Linked DNA regions of Sus scrofa: region 2 is linked to region 1. The links are chromatin contacts, called in public Hi-C maps. All regions are on one chromosome and are shown on one strand. The core of a region is the stretch at or near the end of the contact, and the rest is flanking DNA. Distances in the headings are between cores, read along the strand shown. Region 1 has its middle 79 kb from the start of IGFBP5. Region 2 has its middle 32 kb from the start of TNP1.

Region 1 (5,912 bases), core at 2,091-4,590:
TCCCCTGGACCTCACTGTAACCTGCAACTGGAATGGCCTCACTGTGCAGCCTCACCAAATTCTCTACAGCCCTCAAGGCTTAGCTGTCTGCATCCCCTTCCCACAGCCTCTCGGAACAGGCCATGTAAACAAGGCACTTACTCTGCTTGGAATTTAGAGCTTCCATTGCCTAGTTCTAGCATTTTCTAAATGGAAAATGAAGATCCGTGGACTTAGCAATTTAATGACCTGTGTGCTTTAATGACTTAACAATATAATGATCTTTATACAATTTTCTCACATGGAAAAATTGTATAAAGAAATTGAAACAAATTCATTTATTTATGTATTCAACCAATAGCCTTCCCTGAAAACCTTGCAAAGTAGGTACTATGTTACACATGAGGGAATTAAGAATTAGAAAGATGAGTAAATCCATCTATCATTATACATCTAATATTTGGCAGAACTTGGAGTCACACCTAGATGTGCTAAGCCCGATCATAATCAATGCTTCATGTGGTAACTAAACAGGTATCGTCTTATATTATGTTTTCATGTTTTCCTTTTATAAAACAAATCTTTTTTTAATTTTTTAATGTAATGATTTTTACTTTTTCCATTATGGATGGTTTACAGTGTTCTGTCAATTTTCTACCATACAGCATGGTGAGCCACTTACACATACATATATGTATTCTTTTTTTCACATTATCATGCTCCATCACAACTGACCAGACATAGTTCCCAGTGATACACAGCAGGATCCCATTGCCAATCCCATGTGGTTCACACATAAATCAATTCTGTATTGCAAAATGTAATACATGCACATGATAAAAAATGTCAAATAGCTCAAAGAGTTATATAAGAGGAGATCTCTCTCCAAAACCAGGCTCTATCCCCCTTCCCCAGAAACAACCACAGCTGATGGTTCTTTCGTATATTTCTAAAAATATATGTGCACATATGTATATTTATTATATAAAAAAGCATACTGGAGTTCCCATTGTGTCTCAGTGGGTTAAGAACCTGATATAGTGTCCATGAGGGTTCAGGTTTGATCCCTGGCCTCGCTTAGTGGTTTAAGTATACAGCATTGCATGAGCTTCAGCAGAGGTTGCAGATGCAGCTTGGATCTGGTGTTGCTACAGCCGTGGCTGTGGCTGGCAGCTGCAGCTCCTATTCAGCCGCTAGCCTGGGAACTTCTGTATGCACAGGTGCAGCTGTAAAAAGAAAAAAAAAAAAGAGCATACTATTCACATCCTTTTCTTTGCAATGTCTCTTGATAAACCTTCTAAGTCAACATACATAGAGCTTTTCATATTCTTTTTCCTGGCTGCATAACATTTCATGGCCAGACCATGGCTTATTCAACAATTTCCCATTAAAGAGCTCATAATAGACAGAAGCAAGAGGGAGAGAGAGAAAGAGCGTGGATGGAAAACTACAGTAAAATGAGAAGGGTCAAGGAAGACCAGCAGTACTACAGGAAGAAATGCCTGATTCCCAGGTATATTGCAAAGGGAAAGAAAGCCTGGCTGGGGAATAGAAGTGAAAACAGAGGAGGCTCTGAATACATTGTGAAGAAGTGGGTCCAAGAAGAAATGGAGGGGGAGTCACTCCTGCAGGCTCAATGGGGTGAGAATTTGTCCTCTAACATCCTCTTTCCTGATGACTTCATCACCACTCCTTATGCTCTCCCCTCTTCTGCCAACCTCATCATTAAAAAAAAAAAAAAATACCCTACCTGAGAGAAAACAAACATGTTACTATTTATTCCTGCGGGAAGGCCCACTGGACACAATAGACAGCAGTACCAGCCCTAATTAAATGAAACGGGGCAGGTGTAATTCAAACCACCTCGGGAAAATATAATCTGCCACCAAAAAAAAATTCCCACCATTCAGACCACAGGGAAATCAGACCAGCCTCCCGCCCAGGTTCCCAAAGCAGAAAGGCCAGGCTCAGGGCAGCAAGACAAGAGAAGGTCCAGTTCTCGCCAGCAGTCTCCTCCTTCCCCTCCTAGCTCCATGCACACCCCCCGGCTCTCTGAGCCTGTTAACTGACAGATCAGAGCTGCTCCCTTTGTGGGCTGGATTGTTTAGCTAATTCACCCATGGAAAATGGTGCGGTTCAGATTCCAGGCTGAGGCAACCAGACACCCACTGTAAATCCAAGCCTGGGGATTGTATCTCTTTCGCCGCTTCCAGACACATAAACCTGCATCCCTCCTCCTCCCCACCCAGCTTTTCCTCTCTGCCTGGAAGGACCTCAGGGAGGCTCCACATTGGACCTGCCATTGAGAGCAGATCCAGAGCCAAGAGATGGGGCCAGATGCTGGAGAAGCTTTCAACTGGCCTCTGAATTTCAACCATAGATCCTGAAGAGTAAGACGTGAGCTTGACCTGAGGATGCTCCCTGGGTACCAATGAAGAGCACATGGCCGAAAGAAACTGACTGTACTCTCTGTATTGCCCTCACCAGCTGCCAATGGGCTCTGGAACTAGACCTGCCCTGATCCAAACCCCAATTTTACAGATAATTAACTGTGCAAGTTTGAGTAAATTGCCTACTCTCTTTCTGCCTTCACCTTCTAATCTAAAAAACAGGAGAATAATCCCTCCCCTCTCTCTCTCATAGGATTATTGAAAAATTAAATGGAAACCCATGTAAAGTTCCTAACAGTAGTAGTGAGCTTGTTCCCTTGCCACAGAAAAAGTCTTTACTCCCCCATTTTGGCCTCACTCCAGTCCTCCCTTCCAGGGTCCAATGAGAAAGTGGGTGACCTCATGCAGAGGATGATTGATGGGCACTAGACAGGCTCCCCAGCTGTTCAAGACTGTCTCCACCACCCTCATGCCAGCTGTCTGAAATGCGCCACTCACGAGTCACTCTTGTGGGCAGGGAGAGCTTCAGGATCGGTTAGCTGCAAGGGCTGTAAGTCTTAGTCATTCTCATTTACAGAAGGGGGCAATTGTGCAGATAACCTGAAAAGGCGGCTCAGCCTTGCCATGGGCTTTCAAATGCATTGGTAAGTCATAGTCCAGCCACAAGAGCAAAGCCACACGTGACTGTCATTCCACCCTTGCAGGGCTGGCCGGAGCACAGCCAAGACCTGACCCCTCAGGGGCTGGAAATGGCTGTTCCCCCAGCCCTCACTCCCACTCTGCTCCTGTCCAGGAGGAGCCAGTCCCATCTCCTTGACCTGGCCCCTGAGCTCCAGTTTCCAGCCATTTCATCACCTCTGGGTCTCTCCTCTGAAACCTCTCCAGGTTCCCCGTCCCTCTCAAGCTGCTCATCAGTCAACACTCATTCCTGAGCACCAGCTCTGTTCAATTGACTGTACTCAGAGCTGGACAAGGGACTGGAGCCAGAGTCTGGCCAGGATGGATGGAGTATCCTGGGGAGATGACCTCATGGGCCCTTCCTCCACGGAGTATTTTTAGGCACCACTTCCCTCCCACTCAGCTTCCATGGACTTCTAGTGCAATCCAGACTCCAAAGTCCCACAACATTTCTCATCATTTTCAAAAGCTTATGAAACAATAAAATGGAAACAATAAATATCTCCTTCACACACTCAGCTCCTATTTTGGGGACTGGTTTCTTTTTATTTCCTTACCACTTCTCTTCAGAAAATAAGGACCAACTCTTGTTCTTAAATATCAAGGAACTCTGGACATCTTTCTCAAGGTAGGCTGTGCCACCCACCTCCATGGCTGTGGCCCCACTTTAGGTGGTTGTGATGTGCTTTCCTTTGTTGCTAATCTAGTTTGAAGCAGATAGCCTAAAATCCTGGGAGCAGCCCTCCTCTCTGGTGTATGGAGAGACCCAGATCTTCTTGGAATATTCCAAGCAAGTAACATCAATAAATCTCAGGCTCTGGAGTTTCCTGATGGCTCAGTAGGTTAAAGATCCAGCATTGTCACTGCTGTGGCTCCAGTGGCTACTGTGGTGTGGGCCCCATCCCTGGCCTGGGAATTTCCTCTGCCACAGGTGGGGCCAAAAAGAGAAAATCTCAGGCTCTAATTAGTAGCAGTTTGTATGGATGAGAACTTGAGTCTGGGACTCAGGCTATCAGGGTCTCTCTCTCGTTCCACCTTCACTTTGCCAGTCTTTTTGAAGAAGTTAATTGCTCTGATGCTCTGATTCTTCTCCTGAACAGTCTGAAAGTTTTCTCCCCTCTTTGGTTTGCTTTCCCTCTTTTTTTTTTTTTTTTTATTTGGTTTTTGGTTTTTGGTTTTCTTTTTGTCGTTTTAGGGGCACATCCTCAGCATATGGAAATTCCCAGGCTAGGTGTTAGAGCTGCAGCTGCCAGCTTACGCCACAGCTCTGTTAGATCCAAGCCACATCTGCAACCTTCTCCACAGCTCACAGAAATGCCCAATCCTTAACCCACTGAAGTTTGAACCCCAGTCATCATGGATACTAGCTGGATTCGTTATCACTGAGCCACAACGGGAAATCCTCCTTTTTGTTTTTTAACTCCAAAAGAAATAAAACACTAACTTACAAATGCATCCACAGACTTTGAGATGGAAGAGACCCTGATGCTGCCAGACTCAGCAACCCACCATCTCCTCCCCTTCATGCTCTATCTCATCACCTACAAGCACTTGATCTAAACTGAGCTCTAGGAAACCCAGCTCCGGGCCATGCTCTGACCATGGCTGCCAACCCCTCAACGAGTCCTGAAAAATGAGAAAGTCTTCATAATCTGGGATGAGGAGAGAAGGAGAGGTGAGGCAGGAGGTGAGAGTCCTGTCCCACCCCACCTCACCCAACTCCAGTGAAGATATAAGCCAAATGGAGAGCAGTGCCAGGCAAATAGCTGACCCGCAGTAAATAAATGGCACCTTCTCCTGAACGATAAATGCTACTGACGACCAAGACTGGCCCGAGTGGGAGAAGGGCTTCACCCGGGCCCTGTGTAGTCAGGTAGGATTTGAATCAGTGGCCAACTAGGGGCAGCTGCAGTCAAGTTAGGGCTCAGCACAGAGCGCCACTCAATAGTCCCAGCTGACAGATTTGCAGTCAAGTTAGGGCTCAGCACAGAGCGCCACTCAATAGTCCCAGCTGACAGCACACAAATCTGATATTCTCCTTGCCCAAAATAGTGTCTGCCCACATCCACTGACATGGTCTCCAGATCAAAGCCCCCCCCTTGTGAGCAATCTCCACCACCACCCCACCCAGCCAAAGGCCCTCCCCCACCCTCTCCAAGCACTTCGCACAGAGTTCTTGGAGGACACTTATCTCCTCTCGCGGCAGGGCAGGCAGGCACCAGCGGGGCAGCCCCTTTTGGCAGCCATCTGGGACATAACTGCCTCCTGCGGTCTTTGCAAAGTCAGAGGCACCCTGGCCAGGAGCCAGGACAGGCGGCTGGAAGGTGGCAGCTTCTAGGGGAGATGGTCAAGGGGACTGATGTGTGTAGCACTCACAAGTCATCCTTCAGGGTTCCTAACCTATCTGGGAGAAATTAATGGGGGAGTGGCATCAAGTTCCCAAAGACGCATCAGCCAGGGCAGAGAAATAATGTCGAGGGACTCGCTATGACCCAGTTTTTCCCCAACGGGGTCATCCTTGGAAGGCAGAATGACATGTAAGCGTTTGCATTCCCTCCAGGAGTATACACTGCTTTGCAACTCTGGTTTTATCGCGCCCAAATCCTGTTTGAATGTGATCACCCCTAGCAGAGCCCAACCCAGGAGAACAAGCCTTTCATCTGAGGATGTAAGAAATACTGAAATTAAAAAGCAAACTAAGTCAAAAATACATGGCCAAGGCAGGTATACTATAGAGGTTGGTCTGGTGACTCTGGACCAAACTGCCTGTTCCAGATTCCAACCCTTACTGCTCACTCTGTTATGAGCTCTCTATGCTTCAGTGTCCTCATCCAGAAAGTGGGGATAATTTTGTGGAATGGATTA
Region 2 (5,489 bases), core at 2,082-4,581, 110 kb before region 1:
GGTCTGTCAGTAGGTGACATTTAAGCTGAAACTTGAGTGACAAACAAAACAAAACAAAATATGAGTACAAACATCTGGGGGATGCATTCCAGGTATTTCTTGACTAAAAGCTCCATGAGGTTGGGACTGAGCCCTATTTAACATGATTGTCCCCAGAGTAATTACCAATAACTATAGGCACTCATAAGTGGGGACCACATCTGCTTGGTCCCAAACCAGGTGTTTGTGGTCTTCAGAATGTGGACAGTTACCTCCAGGAACTTTCCAGCATCTTCTCACTTTGCAAGTTTCCCTGACCAGCCACTGTACTCACAACAAAGCCATGGGCTTAAAGGCCTCAAACCAGTAGATCTAGCTGGCTCTTTCCTAAGGGTGGATCTCCTCACTTTAACTCTCTGATGTTTTTCATTTCTCACTTACCTTTTATTGGGCTCAAGGCTTTGCCTAGTCTCCATGTGGAATTTGCATTGGCATCTTAGGCAAAATAGCAAGAAAACCCCTCCCTCCACTCCTAAACCACAGCAGATGAAATGCTTGTGCTAGGAAACTCAACCCAGATGGAGCCTAACCCCCTCCCCAAAAGATGCCACATAAACCGTGTTGAAGATCAGATTCCCTAGGTCTTCTCTTCTAAGATTTCACATCCTCTGCCACAGAAAGTTCTTTCTCATGGTCCCTAACAGCTATAACCGCACCCATTTCTGCAGAGTTGGTTCTTGCTGCTGAAAGCCAATGGCTAACTAATCTATAGACTCGATATAGTAAAGGAAAGGATTGGTGAACTTGAAGATAGGTCAATGAAAATTAAATGAATTTAAACATAAGGCAAAAAGGAGTTAAAAACAGGGAAATGAAAACAAAAATAGAACAGAGCATCCTAGAGCTATGGGACAATAAAAGCTAATGGTTGGAAATGTAGTGGTTACATAAACCTGACAGATCCTAGGGTTTTTAGTTCCACCCATCTCTGTTTATCCCCTTGTCTATTACACAGAATTAACTTAAAATCCACTCAGAAACTCAACCTCTTTCAAGACATATTTTTGGCTGGCAAATTATAATATTCTAATATAGAACTTGTCTTCACAGTAATTAAAATGATGTTCTCATGGTTTAGGGACCATTAAAATAGGCTTTCCAGATAAAATACAGAACTCCTCATTCAATGCGGTTTTTTTTTTTTTCATTCTATTTCCCCAATACAATTTTTTTTCTACTGTACAGCATGGTGACCCAGTTACACATACATGTACACATTCTGTTTTCTCACATTACCATGCTCCAACATAAGTGACTAGACATAGTTCCCAGTGCTACACAGCAGGATCTCATTGCTAATCCGTTCCAGAGGCAATAGTTTGCATCTATTAGATGTTTAGTATAAGGAGAGTCTTGTGCAATATTTAGGACATACTTAGACTGAAAACTAATTCACTGTTTATCTAAAATCCAAATTGAACTGGGCATCATATTTTCATTTGCTAAATCTGGCACCTCTATATTAAAAGCCACCCTGTAACCCACTCCTCAACAGTGTCTCCTTTCTGACCATCCACATTGCCCGTATCTAATAAAGCCTTGTCGTAGATTGGTTTATCAGGTCTAGCAGGTATTAGCCTAAAGTAATGAGTACTTGACGAAGCATGGGACACACGACAGAGGAGCTGTGAGGAGAAAACCTGCTACAGAGGAAGGAGACCAGATTAAGAATCAGAATACCCTCTTCTGGAACCAGCTCTGCCTCTTACTAGCTGGCCTTGTCACTGAACCCCTGTGCTTAGCTTCTTAGTGTATAAAATGGAGATGCCATTCCCGACCCAGGTCCTTCCTGTGTTCTCAGATGAACCTCAGCACAGCTTTCTGTGGGCCCTTATTTGAAAACTATATAGGATGACGGAAGAAAGGGCCTCCAGTGGCCTTTGCAGAGTTCTTGCCCCTCAGCGGCCTTAGCAGTACCTGCTGCCATTAGTCTTGCCCACTTTCCCTCCTCACAAGCCAGCACTTCAAATCTTTATCGGTCAATAGCATTTATTTTTGGACTTTGCCAGCGCAGGCACGCCAGGCGCAGTCAGGTCCCCTTACATAAGTGTGGCAGAGCTGGCCCAGTCAGTCTTCAGAGAGGTAACTGCCAAGGGGAGCTGACAGTGATACGAGACCCTGTCCTCTGAGTCTGCCCTGATGCCAGCCGGGTGAGGTAAGCTCCTGTTGGGGGCACACTTCACCTGCTGGCTTCTGGCCTCTCCCTGGCGACCATCAGCTCCCAGCAGGCTGGCTAGGGTGTGAGAAACAAAACAGTTGTGTTTTATGTGGCTCCTGGCTAGTAAGTAGTGGCCTGTATTCCATACATCAACATGAGGACAGGCAGTGAGCTGGCTCCAGTCTGGAACGTGTATTCCCAAGTCGGTCGTCCAGTGCTGCTCTAGCCATCTCTTTGGACTCTGTGACCCTCGACCCTGGGCCCTGCCTTCTGGATCCAACATTCAGTTGCCCCTTCTTAGATGCCCATGAACCTAAATGACCCACTTCTCCCCTGCTATCACTCCCCCACCAACACAAGTGGCAGTTTCCAGATTGAGGAGAAATAGGCTTCATTTTCCTCTGAATCTAAGAAATAAAACTTGCATGAGCAGAGGCAAGCCACCCTAGGTGCAAGCTCTCTGTAGTCCATAGGAAGGAATGTGCTGCAGTGATAGTTAAAGAGATTTGAAAGATAGACCACAGAAAAATCTTATAGCCCTCTGGCTGTGGCCACATGCCTCTGAGGGAGGTTGTGGAAGCCTGTGTCCTCATGACCCAGAAGAAAAGGAAATGCGACTGCCCAGTAGGAAGCTCCTGAGGAGAGGACGTTTGTGATTCTTTGAATCACCATGAAAATAAGCCAGTGCTTGTCTGAGTGTCTGCTAGGAACACACGGCATCCACATTGCTAAACACAGCAGGTGTTCTCACCCAACTCTGGTGACTGGAAAAACAGCGGGCTTCAAACTCCTCCGACCACTCAACAGGCAAGCCAGGCCCAGGCCTGGTGCCCATCCCCCATGACCCAGTGACTCATGCTGCACTGCTGCCCTTCTGTGGCTCCCATGCTGACTCGGAGCTCTGCAGGCTTGAGAACCCAGGCAGTCACTAGCCAGCAGCACACTCTCACACGCAGGGCCCATCTGAATTCCATCTTGAAAGACCAGTCGAGGGAGGAGAGAAGGAGAGGGGCCCCCGAGGGAAGGGGTGGACAGAAAGACCCCACACTGGGGAGCGGCCTCCCTGGCTTCCCTCAGAGCTCCAGCACCAAGGTCTGGCCTGGGGCCCACCATCCTGGCTCCCTCAGACATGGCTGCTCTCCGTCCCTCCAGACCAGATCTTGTTTCACTAGACTTGGAACTCCCCAAGCCCTTTCCTGCTGTGAACTGATTTATTTGGATGCATCTGTCAGAGCGTGACGGAAGGGTGTCTGGACGGCCAGGAGCACAGCTGTGGCAGATGTGCCTCCAAGCAGGGCCCCTTCCCCTCCGTCCCCTGCTCCCCTAGCCTGGGAAAGGCTGGGGGAGGTTGAGGACATCTGTACAGCCCATGAGAACCAGGAAAGGCAGCAGGGTATCCTGGGGTCTAGGACAGGATGGAAGAGGCTAGTATTCCAGGGTGGCAAGTGCCAGGACATGGGGTTCTAACTTATTTTGCCATCAGTGAGGTCTGTGGTTGTGAGTGGGTCCATGGGCCTTTCAGTGTCCATTCCCTAAGTTCCTTTAGAGTTTTTCAGCCCCACAGGACCAAGCAAGCAGCTCTTTTCCTTGTTTACACCACATCTGGCCCTCCTCTAATAAAGCCCCAATCAATGCTCTCTAGAAAAAAAAAAAAAAGCATAAAATAAATTTTGCCAATACAAAGCACAAAATTTACAAATACTAATAAAACGCAAAATATTATTTTTTTGTCTTTTTAGGGCCACACCCCCAGGCTAGGGGTCTAATTGGAGCTACAGCTGCCAGACTACACAACAGCTCACAGCAACTCCGGATCCTTAACCCACTGGGAGAGGCCAGGGATGGAACCTGCATCCTCATGGATACTAGTCTGGTTTGTTATTGCTAAGCAGCAACTGAGAACTCCCCACAATATTCTTTTTTGTAAATCCATCTAGCCAATTGATTCTACAAGAAAGTGTTCAGAGTTCAGCTACCTAACCCTTGTATCTGTGGCGAGCCTATGGCTACACACAAGCATGAATTATCAGAAGGTTCTGTTTAACAATCAGCTTGGAAAACCCCTGAAAATTTAATGAGTGGCTGTTGGAACCTAGTAGGAGCTGACCCCACTCTGCACATCAGGCCTCTGAGCCCAGGGCCTGTGGTCGGCTGTATCTCAAGTACCCACCCCAGCCTAGCCCACAGTCATCACAGTTCAGCCTGCAGGCTGCTCCCTGAATTGAACCTGCTCTCCTTAATTTACCCAGAGAAGAAAGCCAAGTAAGTGGGGTCTGATAAAGTAGAACAGGTGTCCTAAGGGAGTGTGGCCAAGGATGAGTGGTAGCAGGTGGTGAGTAGCCAGAAGGACTCTAGTCGGGGTAAGCCAGAGACCAGAGAGAAGTGATCAGCATGGAATGAGGAGGGCAGAGGACAGGGAGGGTGTTGCTGGCGGGAGGCACAGCACAGCTAAAGGCATGGTACACATATCTGCCTTCCCTAGCACCCAGACCACTTAGGATGCTCCCACTCAACAAATATCGTCTGCTAGGCTCTAAGCACTGTCCTCAGCTGAACAAATATCCTGCTCTTGGGAGATTGAATTCCATTAAGGGAGAGACCCAATACACAGCAAAGAGCCCCAGTGCTGGAAGATGCTTTGAGTAAACACACTTGATTTCAGTATAGGGACAAACGTGACACAGAACCTAACCCCTAGGACTATTGATCAGGTGCTGCTGCAAGAAATCTTAGACATGGTTAATGCAGGGAAGAACGGGATTCCTTTCTGCAGGAATTCTCAGGACCCTGGCTGTGCTCTTGGGCACTGAGCCTACCAGGAGGACATCACAGACTTCAGTCTTTGCCAAACTGGCATTATGGATGGAAGGGGAACAAAAAGGTACGTCCTCGGATGAAGAGCCATGGGTCTGATGCTCTGGGAAGCAGCTGTGGAACACTACCCTTCAAAGCCTGGGTTGTGGAGATCCAAGCAGGCAAAGTCAGAGGAGCCTGGCCAGGCACCTGCTTCTCTACACTGTCCAAACTTACTCCCCCCCCCCCACCCCGGCTCCCCTGCTCTGGGAAGACACTCCCACCTCTGTCTTTGTCATAGCAGGGCCAGCAGACCCCTGGACCATGGAGAAGCAGGCCTGGGTGGGCAAACAAATGGGCCCCTCAAGCCCTCGTTATTGGCTGAACTCCTGAGGAGCAGTTGGAGCTCACACTGAGTTTGCCTAATGACGTGCAAAATTAATTAGGCTTCATCAGGGGTTCCTAAACTGGGTTCCATGGAACCCCCGGGGTCCTCCAA

The links. Hi-C and Micro-C count contacts between places; a contact is called where the count stands out from the background.
Region 2: a Hi-C map of skeletal muscle shows a contact between it and region 1, with 8 times the contacts expected there. The contact joins two enhancer-like sites. A contact is called at or near these places in 4 of 47 Hi-C or Micro-C datasets (fetal heart ventricle, heart right ventricle and skeletal muscle) and 1 of 2 datasets of contacts at active chromatin or transcription factors (skeletal muscle).

The regions. Positions count from the first base shown.
Region 1 is chr15:118,953,784-118,959,695 of Sscrofa11.1, reverse strand. No RefSeq gene overlaps it. Among named protein-coding and RNA genes, the nearest start is that of IGFBP5, 79 kb to the right of the region's middle. Within about 2 kb of position 3,340, at least 13 of the 83 cell types and tissues checked have an H3K27ac peak or open chromatin away from gene starts, as enhancers often do. A contact at or near this core is called in skeletal muscle, where this site is marked.
Region 2 is chr15:119,067,388-119,072,876 of Sscrofa11.1, reverse strand. No RefSeq gene overlaps it. Among named protein-coding and RNA genes, the nearest start is that of TNP1, 32 kb to the right of the region's middle. Within about 2 kb of position 3,331, at least 9 of the 83 cell types and tissues checked have an H3K27ac peak or open chromatin away from gene starts, as enhancers often do. A contact at or near this core is called in skeletal muscle, where this site is marked.